2 separate regions of the Danio rerio genome follow, and region 1 is linked to region 2. A link is a contact called in public Hi-C data. All regions are on one chromosome and are shown on one strand. The core of a region is the stretch at or near the end of the contact, and the rest is flanking DNA. Distances in the headings are between cores, read along the strand shown.

Region 1 (5,590 bases), core at 1,959-4,458, 160 kb after region 2:
AGGAGCAGGCTTATTTCATATGAACAGGATTAGATCGACTCATTTCAAGCAAAGGTAATACTAAAAGTATGTACCGAATGCTGATATTTTCTCACAGTAGTAGTTGTATACACTTGGGAAAATAATAAATAGTTTAAAAAAATTGTGTAAAGTTAAAAAAATGTATATAAATAAAACTTGTGCAATCTGCACTACAAAATAATAAAAAATGTCATAGGGTGGTTCTCCCCAACAGGTTCAAAGAAAACATTATAATAGACTTTTTAGACTCAAACACATACAATTTTGTCTACCGGCTTTAGTACAACTTGTGTATGATGTAGACATGCATAATATTCTACAGCTTTTTTAAAAGAATGATAATTTATGCATTCATTGTTTTGACAGCTAATATGGGGGTGTTTTGATACTGATTTCAAAATGCATTTTTGACGCAAAATTAAGTTAAACAGCCAGTTATTCCTTACGCCGATTAAGAAAATTGATTAGACCTAGGCTACTATAATAAAGAAAATCTGCTCTAAATGAAAAACTAAATAAATTGCTGAATACTCTTGGCACATGAAAGTGTAAAGCCAGCAGCTTTGTTTGAAGAACCAAATTAGCCAGAGATCAGTTATCAAAATTAAAAGATCCAGGATCTGAAAAATTGTATTAGATCGTGTAAGCAAGATACGAAGAACAGACCCCTGTTTTTTGTTGTTGTTGAACAGTAAACATTGACATCCATAGTATTTGCTTTTCTTATTATGGATGTCAGTGGTTACAGCTCCCAACTGAAAAAAAAAAACTGATAAGGTTTGGAACCCCTTGATTGTGAGTAAATAGTGAGTAAATTTTTTGTTTTGGTTGAACTAGCCCTTTAATGTTTTTCAGCAATTATTAGCTCTAACAAAAGTCCCAAATGGTACTTTAAACCCTTGTGGTCTTCATCTGAGTCTGCATTTTCAGAGCTTAAAGTTCATGTGAAATCAGAATGTACAATGTTTATGTTGCTAGCGCACATTGTTATTCTTTAGGTGATCAATTAATCCATGCAAGATAATCCACTGAAAAAAAAAATGTTTATGTAATCTTGAATCAAAGTCTGAGCATTTATTTCTGCATTTGGAGTGGCAATCCTTCTCTGTTGACGTCAGTTTGATGGCTTCAGCCACAATATTCTTAACCACGCACCTCTAACCGTTACTTTGCCATGAGGGAATAATGTGCAAAAAGAAATCCCCGCCCCCTACTTAAGTAGTAGTTTGTATGTTCAAGCCACACCCCTTACTCAAAGTAGTTTATATGTGCAGTCAAAAGCACAGCGTTTCTAGGTACAATTTTTAATAAGTTAAAAACGTATCCATCCAGTGTTTTCATATTCTCTCTTCAGAAGTTACAATTTATACAATATGGATTTTAAAAAAAGATCTGTGCAGATCTATATAATCCCTTAGCATCTTTACTTTTCATCTTTTTGACATCTTGAAGTTTGTTATGTTTTTTTTTTCTTTTTTTAGACTTTGAAACAACATTCTGGCTCAGTGTTGACACCATGTGGCTAAAAGATGTTTCTAATTGTTGTGTGAGCTGTACATTTTGTTCTGTCGACTAAGTTTGTACACAGCTTAATGTAAATGGAGCATCATGTATATTTAAAATCAAAGATAATTTGGGCTTTAATCGATCCATGTGCACAGTGCGAGTGTTAATTGTCCTTTTACACTGAGCTAAGTTAAACTTTGCTAATGTTTAACACGGTGACACTCTTAAATCAAAAATAAAAGATCCAAATTTAGCTGTACACACTAAGCATAATCAGTTGTGGTTTAAAAAAAAAAGAGCATAGTGGAATGTATAGATTTTTCTTTTAACACCCCACCACTGTGCATTGAAACAACGGCCATCCAGTTATGGGGCTGTCCTTGTCTTTTTTGAGAATGTTGAAATCACAGTGTCAACAAAAATCTTAAAAAGAATATGTCCTGTGGTAAGGCATTGCAGAGAAAATGGGATTCAATAGCAAACTTCAAGTACAAATGAAGTGTGCCATTTGAGATCGGGCCAATATCATTCCACTGTGTCTTTATCATTATAGTCATGTCGATTCTCAAAATTGTCCTGAGAGAATGTTGTTGTATAGTTTTAGGACAACATTGGTGGTGCAATGTTTTGATCCAATTCAGACAACTATTGCACTTTAATACAACAGTTATTGTTCATGATGTGAATGGGCCTTTACATAAGATTGTCTTTTACGCACAAATTCCTGATGTCTCAAAACAGTAAAAGTGGAAATGTTTTGTTGTGTGAAACATCATAGCAAATACAGTATATCCTGACAACTGTATTCTATAACTTTCCTGTTTTCAGTTCCTATTTTATTTCATTTTTTATTTTGGAATTTTGGGAAAGTTATTACTCTAAACCTAAACTAATAAAAAGCAACAAAACACATTTCAGAATCCACTCTGTTTATTAACATTAATGTGTGTGTGTGTGTGTGTGTGTAAGCCTATACAACAGAATCACGCTGAGGAAATTATTTCTTTTTAGTGCATTGATCCACTGATTAATATTAACGAGGCATACCAGAAACATTTGTCTCTGAAATAATAACATAAATACAGTGGGGAAAAAAGGATTTTATCAAAAAAAAAAATCTTAAATGGACTGATGGTTGATTCCTGTGAATTGTTCTGTAGAGGAATGTGCCATTCATTCATACTCATTTGGTGACGTCATTTGATGGAGTAGAAGCTGACAGTGATCAAGGATGCAATTTATCATCGATTTTTATGATTTTATGCTTTGTTTTGTAGGATTTGTTTGAAGGAGGACAAGCTTAAGTTAGACCCTGTTACGTTTTTTTTATTAGTGAACATGTATATGTTTTTGAAAGAATGTCTCTATTAATAATAACTAATTTATAGATGGGAAAAAGATAAAGCATTAAACTACCAATATCTTTAATAAATCACAAAACAAATTGTTAACATGTATATATGTTAAGAGGGAAAACGTATCAATAACATCAAAACAACACAAATGGTGTACGTGGATAAATAGAAGGGCGCCGTATTAAATTCATTTTTTATCTGCATCAGATATGAAATGAGAGACTTAAATTCAATAAGAAAAAATGAAAGAGGTTAAACGTGGATAAACACAAATATGTATATCCCGAGGTGAAGTCAGGATCGCGGATATCCGCGCATGTCCAGTTACAGAGGGCAGGTTGGGATGGGCGCTTGAGCTGGAAAAATACATCATCCACCCGAATGAGCTCATCGGTTATCATTTCAAACACACAAAAAAACGTTTATTTGGGTCTCAAAAAAGGCTCACAAACCCGCGTCTGATAATGCCGGTAAGACTGTCATTTCTTATCTTCATTTATCATTATAATATGTGTTGTTATGCCCCACCTTCCCGTCATTCCTTTGCTTGCAACCGGAATTTCATGCAAATATTCACAGACTGTTATTTGACAGGCTTTTATGCCTTGCGTTTTACTACTATTGTTCCGTTTTATGATGCGTTTAATTGTTACGAGATGATTTTGTTCTTCCAATGGCCAGAAAGGTTTTGTGCACCTCAAGCTAGCAGCCTGCTAACGTTAACGTTAGTTATTAGCTTCGCCGCAAGCTCGTGGGCTTTAACGATATTTAAATTTATCAACGAGCCAGATTTACTTTTAGACTCATTTGAAATTGATTCAGGCAAGATTACTACAGCCCACAAGCTGTGTTATCTGTGAAAAAATGAACGTGTTTTTTTGTTGTCTGTTAAATTAGCTGTTAGCAGGCCGGGCGGTCTAACCCGCTGCTTAGCAACAGCTTTGAATCCACATCACCTATTTAATACACAAACAGCCAGTGACCTTTATTGTACAAGAGAACCCATATAGCTTATATGTTACAGTCTATGCTTACAACAAATGTAATAATTATAAATCTCTTCTTTCAACGAGCATGATCAATTGTAATGATACATTTAAATTAATTTTCTTTAAATGAAATAACATTTTGTCATCCTAAATTACACTCAAATATTAATTTGACACTTTTATTATGAAGGTTAACGACTTACTTAAAACTTACTTAAAAACTTACTTGCTGTAGCATATTCTTCCATTACATTATTTTTGTGAACAGGAGAAAACGTCATAATTGTCATACAAAATAGAAAGAAATAAAGTGAATATTATATTTCATAATCATAATTCTGACTATTCAGAAAGACAGACTTTTAAACTTAATTTTATGGCAGCAGCAAACTTCTACACACAGCTAGGGAGAAACATTTAGCGTAAATAAGTAATCTATATAGGCGACGTGATGGCGCAGTAGGTAGTGCTGTTGCCTCACAGCAAGAAGGTTCGAGCTCCGGCTGGGTCAGTTGGCGTTTCTGTGTGGAGTTTGCATGTTCTCCCTGTGTTCGCGTGGGTTTCCTCAGGGTGGTCAGGTTTCCTCCACAGTCCAAAGACATGCGCTACAGGTGAATTGGGTAGGCTAAATTGTTCGAGTGTGTATGGATGTTTCCCAGAGATGGGTTGCGGCTGGAAGGGCACCCCCTGCATAAAAACGTGCTAGATAATTTGGCGGTTCATTCCGCTGTGGCGACATCAGTACTATAAAGGGACTAAGCTGAAAAGAAAATGAATGAATTTGGATTTTTATTTATGGCCTGCTTACATATTGCTGACAAACAGATCATGTGTTTTTTGCAGAGCAATAAGCTGGACAAACCAGAGAAGCTGGAGGTGAGTGATAATGTGAAAGTGGTGGTGAGATGTCGTCCACTCAATGAGAAGGAGAAGATAATGGGACACAAGCAGTCCGTAACTGTGGACGAGATCAGAGGAACCATCACTGTGAACAAACTTGATATAAGCAGTGAGCCTCCAAAGACGTTCACCTTCGACACAGTGTTCGGCCCAGACAGTAAACAGCTGGATGTGTATAATTTAACAGCACGGCCCATCATAGACTCCGTATTAGAGGGTTACAATGGTAAGTAAAACCGTTTTGTCTGTTTGTCTGATCTTGCAGATAACAAATGTTTTGGTACATGTTTTGTAAATGTTGTACAACTTTTTTTTTAGGAAAGTCTTGCCATTTGCTATTTGTCTCAATTAAGTTGTAGTTATAATGCAGAATCAGATATTTAACAAGAAATAGTAAAATTGCACAAGCGATATACTGTAAGGGGTTTAAAGATTTGATGTTGCTCTGTAAAAAATGTGAGGCCTCTTATATCTGCTAATCAAAAAAACTTCTCATTCTGTTGTTTGTGCATTCACTTATTGTGCACAAAGTCAAGTAAGGCTGGGCCGATAAACGATATTATATCAAACCGCTCTAAAGTTTTTGTCAGTAATGATGTACTCTGACCTTTTTTACTCTATATTGATCTAAGAGCCAATCACACAGCAGAAATGTTCAACAATGGGAATCTAAAAGTGTGCTGATATAAGAGATGTACTAAATTTTCGGCCACCGATCTGAAAATATGCTATGTCATTTAATGGATCCTCTAATTTTTGTGGCTTCAGCGATTGTTGGGCTACTCTTTTAAATCTGGAAGCTTTAATAGCTTCTATTGA
Region 2 (5,633 bases), core at 988-3,487:
CTCCAGTCGGTGCCTAGCAACACTTTTTCAGCAGAATACACAAAATTAGCAGGGTAAGCGTGACCACAGCCTCAAAGCCATCGCTTGGTGAAGCCGAGCCTACAGATTCCTTGAAACTAGATCTGCACACAATGCCAAAGGTTTCCATACTAAAAGAAACACGTTCTCTAACTCAAAGGATCCTGTGGGTGAACGTATCTTCTGAGGGTTACACTAGACCAAAGTCAATAAAATGCCATTAAATCTGTGATATGAATTTAGTTTGTTTTGACTACACTATATGTAATCAATACATTACATAGAATGTAGTCCTGCATAAAGGCAACAGACAATTGAATAAAATGCATTGCTCAAATTACTGTAAAATGTCTCACAGGCCACTTTATTAGGTATGAGTTTAACTGCTCGTTAATGCAAATATCTAACAAGCCAAACACATTTCATTTTATAAGTGATCAAGAGGGTCTGATCAAGTTCAAAGCAAGCATTAGGATAGATTTTTTTTTTGTTAGTGGCTTTGAATGTGATGCTGTTGGTGCCAGATGGGATGGTCTAAGTATTTCAGAGACTGCTGATCTGCTAGTGTTTTCATGCACAACAATCTTTGGGATTAAACTGCCTGAAAATATCAGTCACCAGATCTTAATCAAATACAGATCCTTTTGGGATGTGCTGGAATTAAAGATTTGCATCATAAATGTGCAGCTGATGAATTTGCAGCAAATAAATGATGCTATCGCTTTAAATTGAGCCAAAATCTCAGAGGAATGTTTCCAAAACCTTTTTTATTTATCTCTGCTACAAAGTATTACGATAGTTCTGATTGCCTAAGGGGTTTGGGTCAAGGCACGTTTGGGGTTTGGTTGAAGGCAAGTTTATTCATGTAGCACATTTCATACACAATGGTAATTTAAAAGGATTTACATAAACAAGAAGATTACAGGGATAGTTCACCCAAAATTCTTTATTTACCAACTGTTTTTTTCTCCCTCAAGTAGTTCCTTTTGAGTTACCTTGTAAAAACAAAACAACAACAAAAAATATTGAAGTAATGGTACTAGTTTCCAACATTGTTAAAAAATCTTCAAAATAAAGACATTTATAAAGGTTTGAAACAAGTAGGTGAGTAAATTTCATTTTTGGAATCTTTTAAAGCATCATAAAATAATAACACTAATATAAGAAATAAAAAATACAAAAAAAATGATAATTAAAACAAGTTTAAAAGGAAGGAAATTTAAAAATTGTATTGGGTGCATAGCGCGTCTTGTCTCATACTAGCAAGATATATGCAACAAAGTAGCCAACAGATGTGCTTGTTTGCAGTCTGCTAATCCAAATGGAGCAGAGTTTGAGAGGATCTGTCCGTGGTCCTGAAACCAGAACATACCCCAAGATCCCCCCTAAACTTACACCAGAGCTGATCTCTGTGAAGGCATGTGGGATTTGAGCTCAAGCACTGTGAATAGATCAATCAAGTTCTGAGGTGATAATTCATATCACAGCCTAACTAATTCATGTTCCAATCTAGCACAGTAATTGCAGGAGTATATTTGGAAATCTGGAGAAGCAGGGTGCGATGCTTGTATCTTTCCAGCTGTCATTTTCCTTTAAGATGATGTAAGGCTCATCTCCCTAAGAATGGTCTCCCTCCCCCGTCCAAAGCCTCTCTCAGCACGCTGCATTCATTCGCACTACGCTGCTGATGCTCTGGAGAGTAAGGATGCACAAACTTCCCAATGCACCCTCCTTTTCTGCTTGAGATGCTTTTACTGATATCCTGGGTGAGTGCCAGGTACATGTAGACTAACTATTCTGGACGGAGAAGGTTTCCTAGGAGAGAGAGAGAGAGGGAGGGAGAGAGAACAAGAGAGAAGCGCTCTTCTGAAGGAAGTTGAAGCTGTCTGGGTTGGTGCAGTTTTTCATTTTTTATAAGCAGAACTTATTTTTGGATTTTCTGCTGGATGAGCTGCACAATTGGTTCCCTCGGGTGAGAGCTCGTCTATTTTTACCTTTCAATAAATAACAGGCAATGCATATTCATCTATGTAACGTGGGAGAAACCGAGTAGTCTCATGCTGTCGATTTGCTGCATTTATACATTTATAAACACTCTGCAGGTCTCAGAGATGCTGTATGTAGCACGATGGACGATGAACGTCTATTAGAAAGTGGGCAGGTTATGTTCTTCTTTACTTTCTGCACGCTGAAATCGAGTCGAAAACTTTTGCGTCTTCACGTTTTTTGAAGAGTAACACACCGAAATGGCCCTGACTGAAAATTGCAGGACTTATCAAACGCCCAAGGACAGTGGATGTGCTCAGAGTTGCTCTTCTGATGTGGTGGAGCTCAATGTAGGTGGACAGGTGTACTACACTCGCCATGTCACCCTCACCAGTGTGCCAAACTCACTGCTGGGTAAATTGTTCTCCTCTAAAAAAGACATTTCTAACGACCTCACGCAGGACATCAAGGGACGCTACTTCATCGACCGGGACGGATTTCTCTTTAGGTACGTGCTGGACTATCTCCGCGATAAGACTGTCGTCCTGCCGGATTATTTTCCGGAGAAGGGGAGGCTGAAACGCGAAGCTGAGTTTTTCCAGCTGCCCGAGCTCGTCAAAATCCTAACCCCAGATGATTATAGTCACAGTGATTTTGACGAAGCATCCCAGGGAAGCGACCAGAGGTTATATCCAGCCTCTTACCTGGACGCGCGCGACCGACGCTACGGCTTCATCACGGTCGGGTACAAGAGCTCGTGCGCATTCGGGAGGGACACTGATCCCAAAGCCCGCGGAATACCCAAAATCTTCATTTGCGGAAGAGTCGGTCTGGCGAAAGAAGTTTTCGGCGACGCACTAAACGAGAGCCGGGATCCTGACAGACCGCCGGAGCGTTACACTTCTCAGTTTTACCTGAAGTTTCGCCACCTGGAGCGAGCGTTTGATATGCTCGCGGAGAGCGGGTTCCACATCGTCGCGTGCAATTCATCACTCACCACATCTCCCCACAACAGGCATGCTGATGATAGATACTGGTCCAACAACACAGAGTACGTCTTCTATCGTAAGTACAGCTTATTTACTCTTTACGTTGTATTACAAAAAGAAAGAAAATAAAGCCATTTGGCAATGCTGGGTAGTTACTGATCAGATGAGATGTAATCTGGATTACGTAATCAGATTACAAAATGGAGTACTCGTAGTTAGATTATATTGCTTCTTAATATGAACATAATCAGATTACAGTTACTTTTTATGAATTACATGATTACATAGAGCATTAGTAACCCAACAGCATCCCACTTTTTTCTCTTATCATTTTTTCTTTCTAGTATGTCTTTCTAGTATGACTTTATTAGTATGTGTACAATTTGACCTAAAATGAGCCTATTTAGTTTACATTTCCCTGTTTGAAAGTTAACATTCCAGCAATTTAACAACATGCATTATTCTGTTGTCTGATCACATTACTGATGTGTGGGTCAATAGATAAAATGTTATAAATATGATAGGTCGAAAAATATTTATATACTGTACAAAAGTTGTCAGAAAACAAAACCAAAAGAGTAAAAATGGTTAATTGATTGGTCAGTGGTCAGTTACCAAATGGTTAAAAATGAAATCTAAAAACAATTGCCAATTTTAATTGAAATTACTTTATCTCAATCAGTATTCAAACTTTTTTTTGACGACAAAATCTTAAATTCTAAATGCTAAAATATTAAAGTAAATCAAGGGCGTGCATGAAGCTGTGACCACCAGGCGGCGTACTCTGATAGTTTGCTCATTTTTGTCCTGGACACTTTCAGGATTTGCCTTGAATAAAAAGATTGTGCTCATTTCTCCAGGTGACAAATGCACTTCCTGTTAAGTATTAGCAGACTGAACTGAGACTGAGTGTGTCCGCTCAGAACATTGGTAGAAAAGAAACAGAACCAGAGAGAGAGAGAGAGAAAGTGGGAGAGGCTTTTGAGCCAATGCAGATGTGGACAATTCCCTCAAGTCTAGCTCTCAGGGATATGAACAGAGTGTGGTATGAATATTTCAGTAATCTACCACAGCGATGGTCATGTCGCTCAGCCGTTTCCTCCCTCCCTCTCTCTCACTCGCTCTTTCTCTCTTTACTTAAGTAAGTAAGTACAAATACATGTAAGTGGACCTTTTGAATATACATTTGTTCTCCAGCGCTTGCCTGCATTATCGGTTCATTTGACTTGTATTGTCTTAAATGAGAGAGATGTTGCAGCATATGGCCAATTAAAAATCACTTTGTGCTTAATTCCAAATGAGTCCCCTTGGAAATCCTAAAAAGAGTAGGCCTGTAATGGAGCGCTTCAGGAGGACAGTCACAAGATTTGGGGCGATTGGACATATGGTTGCTTAATGATTTGTTTTCTGTCATCAGTATAATTACTGCAGCACTCAACCTCTCTTATAGCCCACAAATAAGGGAGAAAAAATATGACACATAGAAATATGTAATAAGGTGATGAGTCTATATGAAAATCAGTTGCAAAAGTGATATTGCGTTTTAAATGCACCCTCTGCTTTTTTAAAAATCTCTTATTATCAGTGGTGTAAATGAATAAATTACAAATTACTGTAATTGAGTAGTTTTTCTCAGGAATTGTAATTTACGAAGTAGTTTTAAAAATGTGTACTTTTACTTTGCCTTGAGTACATTTTTTAAAGCAGTATCAGTACTTTTACTCCACTACGTTCCTTCAACCTGCAGTCACTACTTTATTTTTTTCTGTCTATGGTGATTGGGAAAAATCAGTCCTGCAAGTCCAATCAAAAAGCACACAGAAGGTACAGTAAATCGCATCATAATGAACTACCTCAAGAAATGGGCGATTTAAAATTGTGGCAAACTGTTTGGAAGTGTTAAAAATGTCCAAGAACATGTCCAAAATCTTTACTCGCATTGACCAAGAGAGTGTTTAGATGCATGTCACTGATGAGAAGCTGACCGATGTTTAATGTATGATGAACAAAAGGGCCTTAAACACCCTGCAGGCATAAGACACCAACATGACGTCAGATTGACGCTGTATCCCACCGTCGTAGGGACGATGCATTTTGTCTGTAAATGACAATCGGTTTGACTTCAGGATCCACCATCAGGCCGACGTCAATGTCCAACATCCAAATCAATAGGTAATAATGTTACAGTTTGACGTTGTTTGGACGTTACCACTATGACATCTATCAGACGTTGGATTTTGGTTGCCATACTTGACAAATAAATGTTAGTATTTAATGTCAATATGGTTTAAGATGTTAGCTCGATGCTGGATGTTGGTCACTCACTCTCACAACCTAAAACTGATCTAAAATCAATGCCATTTGACGTCGTTATTGGAGAACAAACTAATGTTATCCTTAGACGCTGGATAGACATTAAATTTTGGTCACCTGACATCACAACCTAAATCTAACTTTATATTAACGTCTTATGATGTTGTGTGCCTGCTGGAAAATAACTAAATGCATTACATAATGTTACGTTTATACACATCCACAAATTATATGTAAATGCATCAGCTTTTTACAGTGTAATACTCACTACTCAGTACTTGAGTGCTTTTCAAAGGGCTACCTTTTACTCATACTTTGAGAAATATT

Evidence for each region. A called contact is a pair of places that touch in the nucleus more often than the background predicts.
Region 1: a Hi-C map of an unstated tissue shows a contact between it and region 2, with 1.9 times the contacts expected there. The contact joins the promoter of kif3a here to the promoter of kctd16a in region 2. A contact is called at or near these places in 2 of 18 Hi-C or Micro-C datasets (caudal fin and an unstated tissue).

The regions. Positions count from the first base shown.
Region 1 is chr14:28,238,312-28,243,901 of GRCz12tu, forward strand. kif3a (kinesin family member 3A) reads left to right here and starts at 3,209. Exons shown (of 17, transcript NM_001017604.2): 1 at 3,209-3,352; 2 at 4,715-4,997. The coding sequence starts at 3,347.
Region 2 is chr14:28,080,140-28,085,772 of GRCz12tu, forward strand. It overlaps kctd16a (potassium channel tetramerization domain containing 16a), which reads left to right and starts at 2,238. Exons shown (of 1, transcript NM_001037238.1): 1 at 2,238-3,155. The coding sequence starts at 2,265. The coding sequence ends at 3,122.